Regions from separate parts of the Anas platyrhynchos genome. Here region 2 is linked to region 1. Evidence: chromatin contacts called from public Hi-C data. All regions are on one chromosome and are shown on one strand. Each heading gives the region's core, a stretch centred on a gene start, on an enhancer-like site or on the middle of the called end of the contact. The rest is flanking DNA. Distances are from core to core; before and after follow the strand shown. Region 1 holds the start of STC1 (stanniocalcin 1). Region 2 overlaps DOCK5 (dedicator of cytokinesis 5).

Region 1 (5,640 bases), core at 1,455-3,954:
TTCTTCCCTTAAAAGCCTGAGTACAAGAGAGAAGCCAAGCCCCTCTGTCATCACACGGTGAGAGTAGAATGGGAGTTACAGGGGGATTTTTCAGTACTTGTTGCCTTCAATATACAAAATAGCTAATGCAAATACACTCCGGTACAAAAGGACACAAATACCTCGCCTGTAAATGTGCTGGTACAAGTCCGCCGCCAAATTTGACAGCAGCTCCGTGTGGGTTCTCTGCTCTCAAATTCATTTTCCAAATTTCTGAAAGCAGTTAATAAAGCTGCTGCCTTCCCGGGGGCTTTGTGGAGACTTGATAATGCTTTTTCTGATACTGTAATGTTTGCACGTGTCCTGAGCCAGTGTATCACACTGTGGGGTAGTGCCTGTTCCCATTACCAACCTGATCCTCATCTTACAGTTAATCTTCTTTTATTGCAGTTCACAATCAGAACCGGTTGCTTTAAAAAAAACCTACAGCAGGTACAAACACTCCAGCTACCATGCATGGCCCTAATAGAGTCAATCAGCCCCGGATTAATGCTAGGAGGAAGAACAGAAAATGTGCTGGAAGGATTTTGGTATCTATAGGAACTACTTGCTACCTTCTAATTTTTCCTTGCACTTGGACTCAGATCAGGATGTATACGTGCTCAGAGGGCCAGGACAACCTGTTTTGTTTTGCAAACTATTTCGGTTCAGATTGAAGCATTCAGAAAGACAAGTAGGAATGTTCACCTTGGGGGGGAAGGGGTGGAGGATTTGGGCTTTGAGTTTGAAATTCAATTTTGTGGAAAATGCAATGCTTCCACTCCAAACAGGACTTAGATAGAATGGTGATTCATCCCCCATTGAAGTCAATGCCAGAGTTGCTTTTGATTTAATCAGAATCAAACCCTATGGGATTATTCTCACTTGCAAACTGGACTGGTCCTATTAAGTAGAGAAACCACAGTGCTTTTGCAGGGCTGTTTTTTTTTTTTTTCTTCTTCTTTTTTTTTTTTTTTATTTAATTAAATTGGCTCAGTGTCACAAAACTGAGACGAAACCCGAAACCCTTCTGTTTCAGTGCTTTTTGAGTGTTCTTGGAACATCTGGCACAGCTGTTATTTTGACCCCAAGGCAGGAGTACAACCTCGCTCCTGCTCCTATTCCAATTGAAGCTGACACCAAATATGCCAACACGGACAGGGCTGCACAGCCCAAACCGAGCTGTCAGCTCCCTCTCAGAAGAAATCACAGCCCAGGGATGGGGCAAGAAACCAGAGCAGTCCCGTTGTCACGGTCAGAGCTGTCAAACCTAGGCAAAAAAAAGGACAGGAACGAGGTAAAGCAGCGGGCACTGCTTCTGGAGCCCTGCTAAGGAAGAGGCTACTTCTGTTTTTCTTTAAATTGCTTCCTTATTGACTTTTAAAATTAGCCACCCATAAAGCTGAATGAATGCCCACGAGATGAGGGTTTTTTTTGCGCTTCCACTTAATGCAGATTTGTAGAATCGGCTCATCCGAGCCGAACACAACTTGTGTCCACGGATGTATTTATGAATCTGCTCGGGCTGCGTTTCCTTGCCTGGCACCACGGAGATGAGAATCTTTTTTTTTCTCCAACAGAAAAGATCGTGGGGATGGCTGAGTGAGAACCAAGCACACTCAAGATGCAGAAGAAGCCATCTCATCCCCGATCAGTAATAGTTGATACCTAAATCCCTTGACTTATCCTAAGCTGCAGGAATTTGTAACTTTTTTTTTGTCTGTAAATCTTCTTCCTCCGTGCACCTTCCCAATTTCATTTCAGCCCTAAGCCTTAATACCACTGCTTATACTTTCATCCCTTAAATACTCAGAGCCTTAAATTGTCTCTGCTATACAGGATAATCAGTTCTGTAGTGTGTTAATCCTCATTATGTGCCTATTAAAATGAGGACTAAATCAGGCATTAGGGTGCCTCCTCCCGTTATGAAATCTAAAAAAAAAAAGCAGAATTGAGCTGGAGGGGGGGAGAGGAAAACCACCAAACACCTAAAAATTCTTCCTCGAGCTTCACTCCGGAGCAGTAAGAGCAAGCCTGTGCTGAGGTCGGAGGTACGAACGCGTGATTTTATTACCATAATTGTGCAAGAGAGGGGAAGGCGAGGAATGCTGCGCGCGAGGAAGAAGGGTTTGGGGTATTTGCATGTGCCTACGTGAGGAGCAGTGTGTATGTGTGCGGGTTTGGGGCCGAGCACACGCTCTGGCAGGCGCTGGGTGATGCCTGCTGCCGGCACACAGGCGGGGATGTCCTTTGGGGGCTGCGCTCAGGTGCGGGGCAGCGAGGCTGCAGAGAGCCCCCATCGGATGCACCGCCTGGAAAAACCCCTGCCAAGCAGCCCTAACCCTGGGATCACCGCTAACCAGATGGGAAAATAGCCTTTCTTAAAAGGGCAGGTGATTTTATTTTTTTTATTATTATTATTATTATCATTTTGGGAGGGGGGAAAGATTTAGGACTGCCCTGTCATTTCCTTGAGCTCAATTAACCGTAGGAAGTCCCCCCCCCCCTCCTCCTCCTCCTCTTTCCCTTTCCCACCGCCTCGCCGACGATTAACTTTTGGGCGATTGTTGTTTGGCAGGTACTTTTAATTGGCTGGAAAATATTCTTCCTGTGAAGTTGCAGTTTTCTGAGGCTTGAATGAGTCCAGTCTGCCATTGGCTCTGCCCAACGCCTCGCGATTGGCTCGGCAGCCCGCGGGGGACCGATAAGGGCGGCTATAAAAGCTATAAAAGCCCTCGGCGCTGCTCCTGGTCCCCAGCGAGCAGGAGCCAGAGGGGCCAAGCAGAGCGGGCGGTGGTCCCCAAGCGGGCGTACTCCTCTCGCTCTCCTTGGCAGCACATCCAGCTCCACGTCTTTGCTCAAGCCGAAGTGGAAGAGGAGACGCGCACGCACGCACACACACACACACATAGACCAAAAAAAAAAAAAAAAAGCCAAAAAACCACACTTAGCGGAAACTTGTCAGAGAATGCTCCTAAAGTCTGGTTTGCTGCTGCTGCTGGTGATCAGTGCGTCCGCATCCTACGAAGCTGAGCAGAATGACTCTGTGAGCCCCAGGAAACCCAGGGTTGCAGCCCAGAACTCAGGTAACAGCCGGCAAAGAGGGCTCTGAGCCTCAGCCCCGATGTGTGCAACTGTCTCAGATATCTCTGCTGCTCATTTTTCCTTTTTCCTCCCCCCTCCCTCCTCCTTTTTTTTTTTTTTTCTTCCCTTTTTTTTTTTTTTTCTTCCTTTTTTTTTTTTTCTTCCTTTTTTTTCCTCTTATAAACTTAATGCCTGGTAGGAGCAAGTATTAATTTCAGGGACTGGTTCAGGAGGATATTGGTGCATAGCCAGAGAAGAAAGCTTCTTCTTTCAGGAGCTGGGTCAAGGAACCGGTGTGTGATCTGCTTGCAGGATGTAATCCATTCTCCCTCCTCCTCCCCCATCTCCTAAATGAGTTCCATGTACTTTTTCCCCCCTCCTGCTTGCATGTATCTCTCTCTTCTCCCATGGCAATTATACTTTGGTGTTAAATTCCTTGCTTTTTAGGAAGTTGATAAAATCCGTGGAAATTTGACTGAACCATTGTTCTGCCAAACATCTGCCTATTCAAAGAAGGGGAGAGAGATACGCGACTTTGAAGAATGCAGTAACCTAGAAACTGTCCACTGCTAGCATTTATTTTCAAAAACTGATTGCTATCAGTTAGATGGTACCATAAAAATGCGTTTGTGACATTTAGCAAACTTGCTTTTACAATAGATAAAAAAATTGCTGGCAAGTCAGCACTGGATGTCTCTACTTTGTGCACTATAGATGCTCAGATAAGTTGCACACATTGTCTTGAACAATGGGAATTAAAAATCTGTCTTCTAGTATACTGAAAAGATATTAGGTCTCTAATTTGGAGCTCATTAACAGATGTCTTATTTTAGATCTGCAAGGCTCTGCAGCATTATACTAGGGTGTTTGCTCAATTTCCTTTTGTATTTGGTTGCTATAGAAACATAGGGTCTCACTATTGCACTGTGCCTAAAACAATAAAAGCTTAATGCATACTAAGTCTGCTGAAAGCAAAGTTATAATTTGAACCTGTGGAAACATAATTATGGGAATGACTTGTGTGACGGTGAGGTTGTGAACTGGGGAGAGGATGATCTTACCAAATATTTCTCCCTTTAGGCATGTAAGGAAGAGCGGAGCACAAGGAGGGGTTAATTGGGTGATTTTTTTTTAAATTTTCTTCTCCGGAAAGATCCTAGTTATGAGATCCGTCTTTAGGCTACAACTTAGTTCTTAATAAGGTGTGCTCTCTTGCACTGAATGCAAATCCTCACTTTTCCTACACCTAGGATCTTGATGGGAGACACCGGGTTAGCATTTCTTCCTAAAGAATGTCTGGTAACATGAGCTGCAAAAGTAATGAATATGCCTTGCACAGACACATAAGGGGACAGATGTTCGGCTTACCAAAAAAGGTTAATCCCCACTAACTTCAGGGCAACCGTGTGGCAATACTGCTGATTCATTGTTAAAATGCACACTATCTGCACGAAAAGAGATGGGATGACATGGATACCCTCCTGTTCAGACCAACGACTGCCTCAAAGGTGTTAATTATGCATGGTCATCTCCATTACCTTAACTTTCTCTGCCCAAATGTCCCTTCTCTTTGGGAATTTTTTGACCTTTCTTGGCTATGCTTGCAAATTGCTGGGTACCACACTGGTATTTAGCACCAAATTCCTCGTTCAGGTCCTTTGCAGTACTGATAATTAACACGCAAACTAAGATCTTATTCCTAGACACTTTACGCTTTTTGGAACACCACAAATATTTCCAATGCTAGTGAAAGCAGCGCTTCCATGCTGCAAGACCCAATGTCATGCCAGCTTGCTGGTAACCACCATCACTTCAGTCTCATTTCCAAATGTGGTTTACGAGCCAGATGCTGCCGAGCTACCCTCACCTCCCTTCTGAGACCTCAGGGACGTCCTCGCTGCCCGGTATTCCTCATGGGTCCATCCTCACTGCTTCTGCCTTCTCTAGAGGAGCTGTAGATGCACACGGTCAGGATTAGGTTGGGATGGACCTCTAGGTCTCCATCTAGCCAAAGACTATCAGGCATCACATTTCTTTTAGTCTCCGTAGCTGATGGGAGGTGTTGGTAGCTGCATTTTCCATTCCTCGATTTCCCACTGATGTGCTGGTGCATGATTTAGGTTCCTAACTCACCTTGGCCATGCCTTTTGCTCTTCGATCCCTCTCCCTCCAGCCCCGAGGAGCAGTAGGGCTGCTGCTAAGCGTGACTTGGCTTTCTGATGGAGAAAGGCTTCATCAGCCAGGCGTCGGGGAGCGATCCGTGCGTAACCTTGTGCCTGTGCCTCTCCCTGCAGCCGAGGTGGTTCGCTGCCTGAACAGTGCCCTCCAGGTGGGCTGCGGCGCCTTCGCCTGCCTGGAGAACTCCACGTGCGACACGGATGGCATGTACGACATCTGCAAGTCCTTCCTGTACAGTGCTGCTAAATTTGACACTCAGGTACGGGCGCGAGTATAAAGGGAACGGGAATAATCGTTAGAGCTCCCTTGCCGTGCCCCGGTTCAGCAAAGTGCTTTTACAAGTCCTGCGGCACCAAAGCA
Region 2 (5,449 bases), core at 2,649-5,148, 250 kb before region 1:
GGCAACTGCAATCAATAATTCCTTTCTTAAAAGCAGCGCTGTTCTCCCTCTGCTCCTGGGAAGTCTATATGAAGTGTATTACTACAAAATTAAGCCCCTGATTTTGACACTGAGGATACCAGAAAGCTAAAACCACCTATTTAAGTTGGATGCCTGTTACATACAGGAGTGTTTTTTCCTAAGGAGTTCAGACATTCTGTAAAGAAGAATAATTGCTTTGGCCGTTGATCAGAGATTGCTTCCTGTCAAATCCATCACAGAGATCTGGTTCATGATGGGATGATGCAGATTCAGATGGACAGAGAGCTGCAAGAGTAGAAGGATCTGACTTTGATCCCATAGGTTTTTGATATTTGCTTGTCACCACTGTCATATGTGATTATTTCTCAAGTGATAAATCAATGCTGATAAAAAGAAAAATCAAATATAGATCTTAAAACAGGTAAACTCAAGCTAAAACCAAGCGCTGTAGTTTCTAGACCTAACCACAAGCAATAAAGGCTCACCCAGGAACTCACCCAATCTAATACCCAAATACAAATCTTATGGCCCGGACTAATTTCCATTTAGCACGGATTTAAGTTATAAGGAGGTAGAGGTGCTTTGTTTTGTTGTAAACAATTAATGGTTATGTGCAACTCTTCAGAAATATTCACCTACAACTTAGGGGTTCTAGGTATTCCTTGTATACTTAAACAAAGACAAACTGCTTGTATTTACTTACAGGGCTCGGTTAATTTTCATTAGGAGTTTTGAGGTCTTTAGAGGAAAGGCTCTGGATAAGCACAAAATTTTATTATGTGATGCACACTTCAGAAGAAAAAATAAAGCCCATGACTTTCTTATGTCTCATTCTTATGGCTCATTTGCATACAAATAAACGAGCACTTCAATGATACATTTGTAGTCCTAAGAATTTCCCCATTCATCTAATACTGATTCTTTTTTATGAGTTTTATCTTTAATTATTTTTTTCTTCAACTTATTTCTCTTTTCTCCCATTGAAAAGGAGGAAAGATGTATTCAGAACCTGGAAAACCAAAACTGGGAAACAATACCAATATGATAATCACTTTTTCTAGTGCATCAGTCCCATACACTGAGATACCCTCACTGTAGAGACATTTTTCTTTTATAAAGTGAACCAGAGAAGAGAAAGAAAGGAAGCGAAGTGGGCTTGCTTCTCACTGCTTGCAAGAACGGGGTTAAAATAACACACCTATCAGCAGTAGTGTCTATGGTTTTGAAGATCTCTGGCATTGGCCATTAAGCTCTCTCAACTTCCATGCTGCTTCTCATGTCTGTTACTCGTGCTGCCTTCTTCTTCTCCCTTCCCCTCTCACGCAAGGGGTACAGAGCCCAAACACAAACTTCCTGCCAGCACCATTCACAGATGCCCCCTCCGTTGTCTCAATGCTCCCATAGTGTGAGGTTAATTCTAGCAAAGAATCCAAGAGATTGTTTCATCCCTTCAGAGAACCAAAACTATCACAACTGTTGGGAAAAAGAATCTCAACTATGGGGAGAGAGAGATTAGAAAAATCACTAAGAGTCAGAATTATAAACAAATATATCGAAGTTGAAGAAAAGACTTGCTAAATACCCAAATCAAATGAAAGCACTCGGATTTAGGGAGAAGGAAAGCACTGGAAAACATTTATTTTAAAATGTCTAAGCCTACAGCCCTCAAATAAGTGATATTCTCCTTAAAAAGATCAACAAATGCTTAATCTCAAGGCAAATTCTCAAGGATACTGCAGTTCCAAATGTTTGTGCGAGGATGCTATTACAAATATTAAACGCTAGATGCCACTAAAAGATCAGCATGGAAAACTGCTCTTCCCTGCAGAGTGCTCAAACCCCCTGCACCTGGCTGTGGCAAGGCTCCAGCAGGTTTGTGATGCCTGTGGCCAGCGGCCTGGTTCCTCAGAAGCAGGAAAAAAGCAAATTAAACAGCTCCAGGTAAATTCAGGAGGGGGCATTTTGCACAGCTTAAGAGTTAGCAGGCCATATTTCGGTCCCTGCAAAATTATTTCCTGTTATTATCCTTACCTGCCTCAAACATTTCTGCAGCAAACAACAGCAAAGAAGCGATTTAATGCTCTTCTATGTGAAAAACGACCTCCTCCAACACAAAGAAATAACATGAGATAAAACTGTCATTCAGTGATGCTCCCGGTATTTACTGTGTGAAACAAGAAGGGCGTTTGTGGCATCAAGATCTATGAGGATCTCTGCAGATGTACACACAAACTGCAACTCAAAACGTCTGCACTTTTCAAAGCCTAACATGGCAGGGCAAAATTCTGTCAGGGATTAAGTGTCCATTCAACTTTGTAAATTCATGTTGAAGACAAACCTCAGAGCAATGCAACGATACATTCTGTGGGCTTCTATCCTGTACCACCCTCATTTTACTTTGAGCATGCTGTATATACATCTGGCAAAAACATTCATGTTCTAAATAGTTGTGGGAGTCCCAGAGAACAGCAGTCCCTGAGATTAGCTGTGGCCAGCTGCCTGAGGGGTGACTCCCTGCAGCACATTGCTCCACGGGCCCTGCAGGGGCTGGGAACCGCTGCCCTGCATGGATTACTATTTTGTACCACGGCAGGCAGCACTTCTGCCACTTTGCTGTGCACAGAAATTGCCATCAGCCAACAAGGAGCCACTTGTTACCGTAGGAAACAGCTACCGCTGTGCTCAGCCCTATACCCTCAGCATGCACCACGCTCCCCCTGCAGCACTAATTCCCCCCCAAGCGCCTTTCTGCATTGCTCTGTGCAGGCAAATGAAGGCAGGCTAGCCCTGCAGCAGCGTGATGCAGCTCAGCCCAAGGAGAGCACGGTGACAAGGCACTATTTCTGCTATTTCTGCTGCTCAGGAGTGTGCCGGGACTGACGTCAGGTCGCTGTTGCCAGGCATTGGGAGCACACGCACTGCCTGGAGCAGAGCTCAAGCAACCAACCGGGCAAAAGAAAATAAAATTACTTGCTGGCAACTGGTAACGCTCTGTAGAGGGTAAGAAAAAGCCCTCTGCCTTCCTACTCTTCTGGATTTTAATTAGTGAGTTTAGTATAGAAATCCAAAAGGCACAGATTGCCAACACTCTGCCCAAATTGTACTTATCTCTAACACAGCGGTCTAGAAACTGATTTATTCATCGGAACTGCACCGCAAGAAAGGCAGGAAGACAATTACAGCATTGTTTTACTGACAGCAAGACTAATCCGAGCAAGACAAAGTATCTCACCCAACACCAGCTTTCACGGGGGAGGATTAAGCCCTGCAGGACTCCAGGATCGGGCCCACGTTCTTTCATTAACACGTGCAGGACCACAGAGAGGTGACAGCCTGGCACATTAGTTCAGTCTGAAGATACAAACTGCACACACCGAGGCTGCAGCATAACGAATTAAAAACTGCACAAAAAGGACGGGGTCTTTTATCCTAACAGCATTTCTTGTGTGTGCTCACGTGCAATCTGTAATTCCTTGTCCAAAGGCTGCATTAGAAAGCAAATGGGCATGCTGGCTCTCAGCTGCTGCACATCAGCCCCGCTCGGCTGCCTTGGGTGACACCTCTCAGGCCTCTGAAGGTTTCTCACATGTTAAAATACAAATCCGTCAGCTAAGGGACCAGCTCCACTCTCTTCTGCCTAGAGATTTAGCTCCTTGGTTTCAGCGAGTGCCAGATGGGATGACTAATTCAGAGGTAGCAGTTCAATATATTGTTTGAGGGAAGGAAAGCAGAAGCAGACTTGATCTGCAATTTGATGAAGCCATCGCCAGCCCTATAAACATGGAAATGTTTGTTTCAGCTCGGCAGGGAACAGACAGATCTCCTGGTGAGGCACACAATGGTCTTGCCTGGCCTAAGGGACTCCGCATTCTTTCTTCTAAGATAGGGAATGAAAATTCAGAGAGCTTTATCTGCCACTTGGCTCCTTCCAGCTTTTGCCCTTTTAGGAAGAAGTCAGTCAGGTTCATATGCAAGTGGTGATTACAAAATGCACTGTAGGGAACAATTTTTCACCAGGCTACAGCCTCCCCCATCCAAAGGGAAATCTCGTACAAAAGGCTCAAGGATATCTGCTCCTATTTCGGGCAATAGGTTTAATTTCTTGAACATGTATTCCAGCCTCATTAACAGCACTGCTCTAGTAGCATAATTAGCCAGTATAAAATCTTTTAAACTTTGTTCCAAAGGAATCAAGGACTAAACTCTTGATATCAGACTGCTGGAAATGATGTAAACCAGTAAAAGTTCTACACGCAGGAAGAGAACAGTAAGAATTTTTATCACCTGAGCTCTAAAAAAAAACATTATTGCCTTCTTACAACACAGAGGAAGGAATGCAGGACAAACCTGGATCACCTTGAGTGGTATAAAAAAAAAAAAGCAGCACAATGAGTCCTGGCAGAGTCCACTTGAGAATCAAGTAGAGTATACACCTAAAAATGTTCTGGCTTTCTATTTACGTCAATTTTGGCAAGCTTCCTTCTCTGAAATTACATAAGCTGAATGCATTTGTACAATCTATTGTCTCCTCTATCATTGCTTCAAGGCTGCCACAATCTCAGATTAGTATCGTGTCTCCTTTCCTTTACCTGTCACTGCATTTCAGGGGCCAGCAGAATAAATAAGGTTCTTTCCAGCTCTTTCCCTACATGCAAAACCCAGCCTAACCCACTCACGTCTGCTTTCAGGCCAGCCTTTCACAATTCTGCTCAGTCTCTGGTTTGTGAGCAACTGATCACAAACAAAGCAGCTGGTCCTACTCTTTTGGTGTGAGCTGTGCTGTAGGACCTACACCCAGTCTATTAACTACCGAACCATTATTTCTATCAGCCAACAAATTTAAGCTGGGAACACTGCTAAATCTGCTATTAAGAGCTCGGTTACAAGGAGTTTTAAGGTTTTGGAAGAATCCCAACTTCAAGCCCTCATATTTCTGTTTCAGAAAAGATTATTTTAGCTCTGATCCCACCTGCTGCAGATCACTGCATTCCCTGAAAGAGCTCATTTGGACGTTGTTTGCGTCAATCAGGCTGGGCTGCTTTCTTCCAGGGGACGGGCACTTGGTGGCACTAGAGCTCACATAAGGGAAAGTAAAGATAGAGATGAATCAGCAGCATTTCACTGTTCCTGTAGTTGATGCACAGTGTCATCTAAAAGGGTCTGCGCTGTTCCAGAGGTAACATTGCTCAATGAGCTCTGAAGTCTGGCTCTGCACTTTCTTTGAAAATATATGTGCTCTATAATTTTAAGTGAAATGCTATCCACTCCCTGCTCCCTGCAATCTTCTCTGAAGTCTCTGCAGGACTTAGAACAGTGAACTCTCATGACACGGGAGGAAATTGAACAACTTATCTCATTTTCAGTGCCAGAAGTACAGTGAACACTTCACAGACAAGCAGAAATTATGTCTGCCATCTTATAATTACAG

The links. Hi-C and Micro-C count contacts between places; a contact is called where the count stands out from the background.
Region 2: a contact with region 1 is called in a Hi-C map of F5 follicle, with 2.3 times the contacts expected there. The contact joins the enhancer-like site here to the promoter of STC1 in region 1. A contact is called at or near these places in 3 of 8 Hi-C or Micro-C datasets (F5 follicle, small yellow follicle and subcutaneous adipose tissue).

The regions. Positions count from the first base shown.
Region 1 is chr23:2,364,668-2,370,307 of IASCAAS_PekinDuck_T2T, reverse strand. It overlaps STC1 (stanniocalcin 1), which reads left to right and starts at 2,704. Exons shown (of 4, transcript XM_038167028.2): 1 at 2,704-3,104; 2 at 5,397-5,539. The coding sequence starts at 2,987.
Region 2 is chr23:2,614,885-2,620,333 of IASCAAS_PekinDuck_T2T, reverse strand. All of the region lies in intron 3 of DOCK5 (dedicator of cytokinesis 5), which reads right to left. Among named protein-coding and RNA genes, the nearest start is that of DOCK5, 17 kb to the right of the region's middle. Within about 2 kb of position 3,898, at least 3 of the 8 cell types and tissues checked have an H3K27ac peak or open chromatin away from gene starts, as enhancers often do. A contact at or near this core is called in F5 follicle, where this site is marked.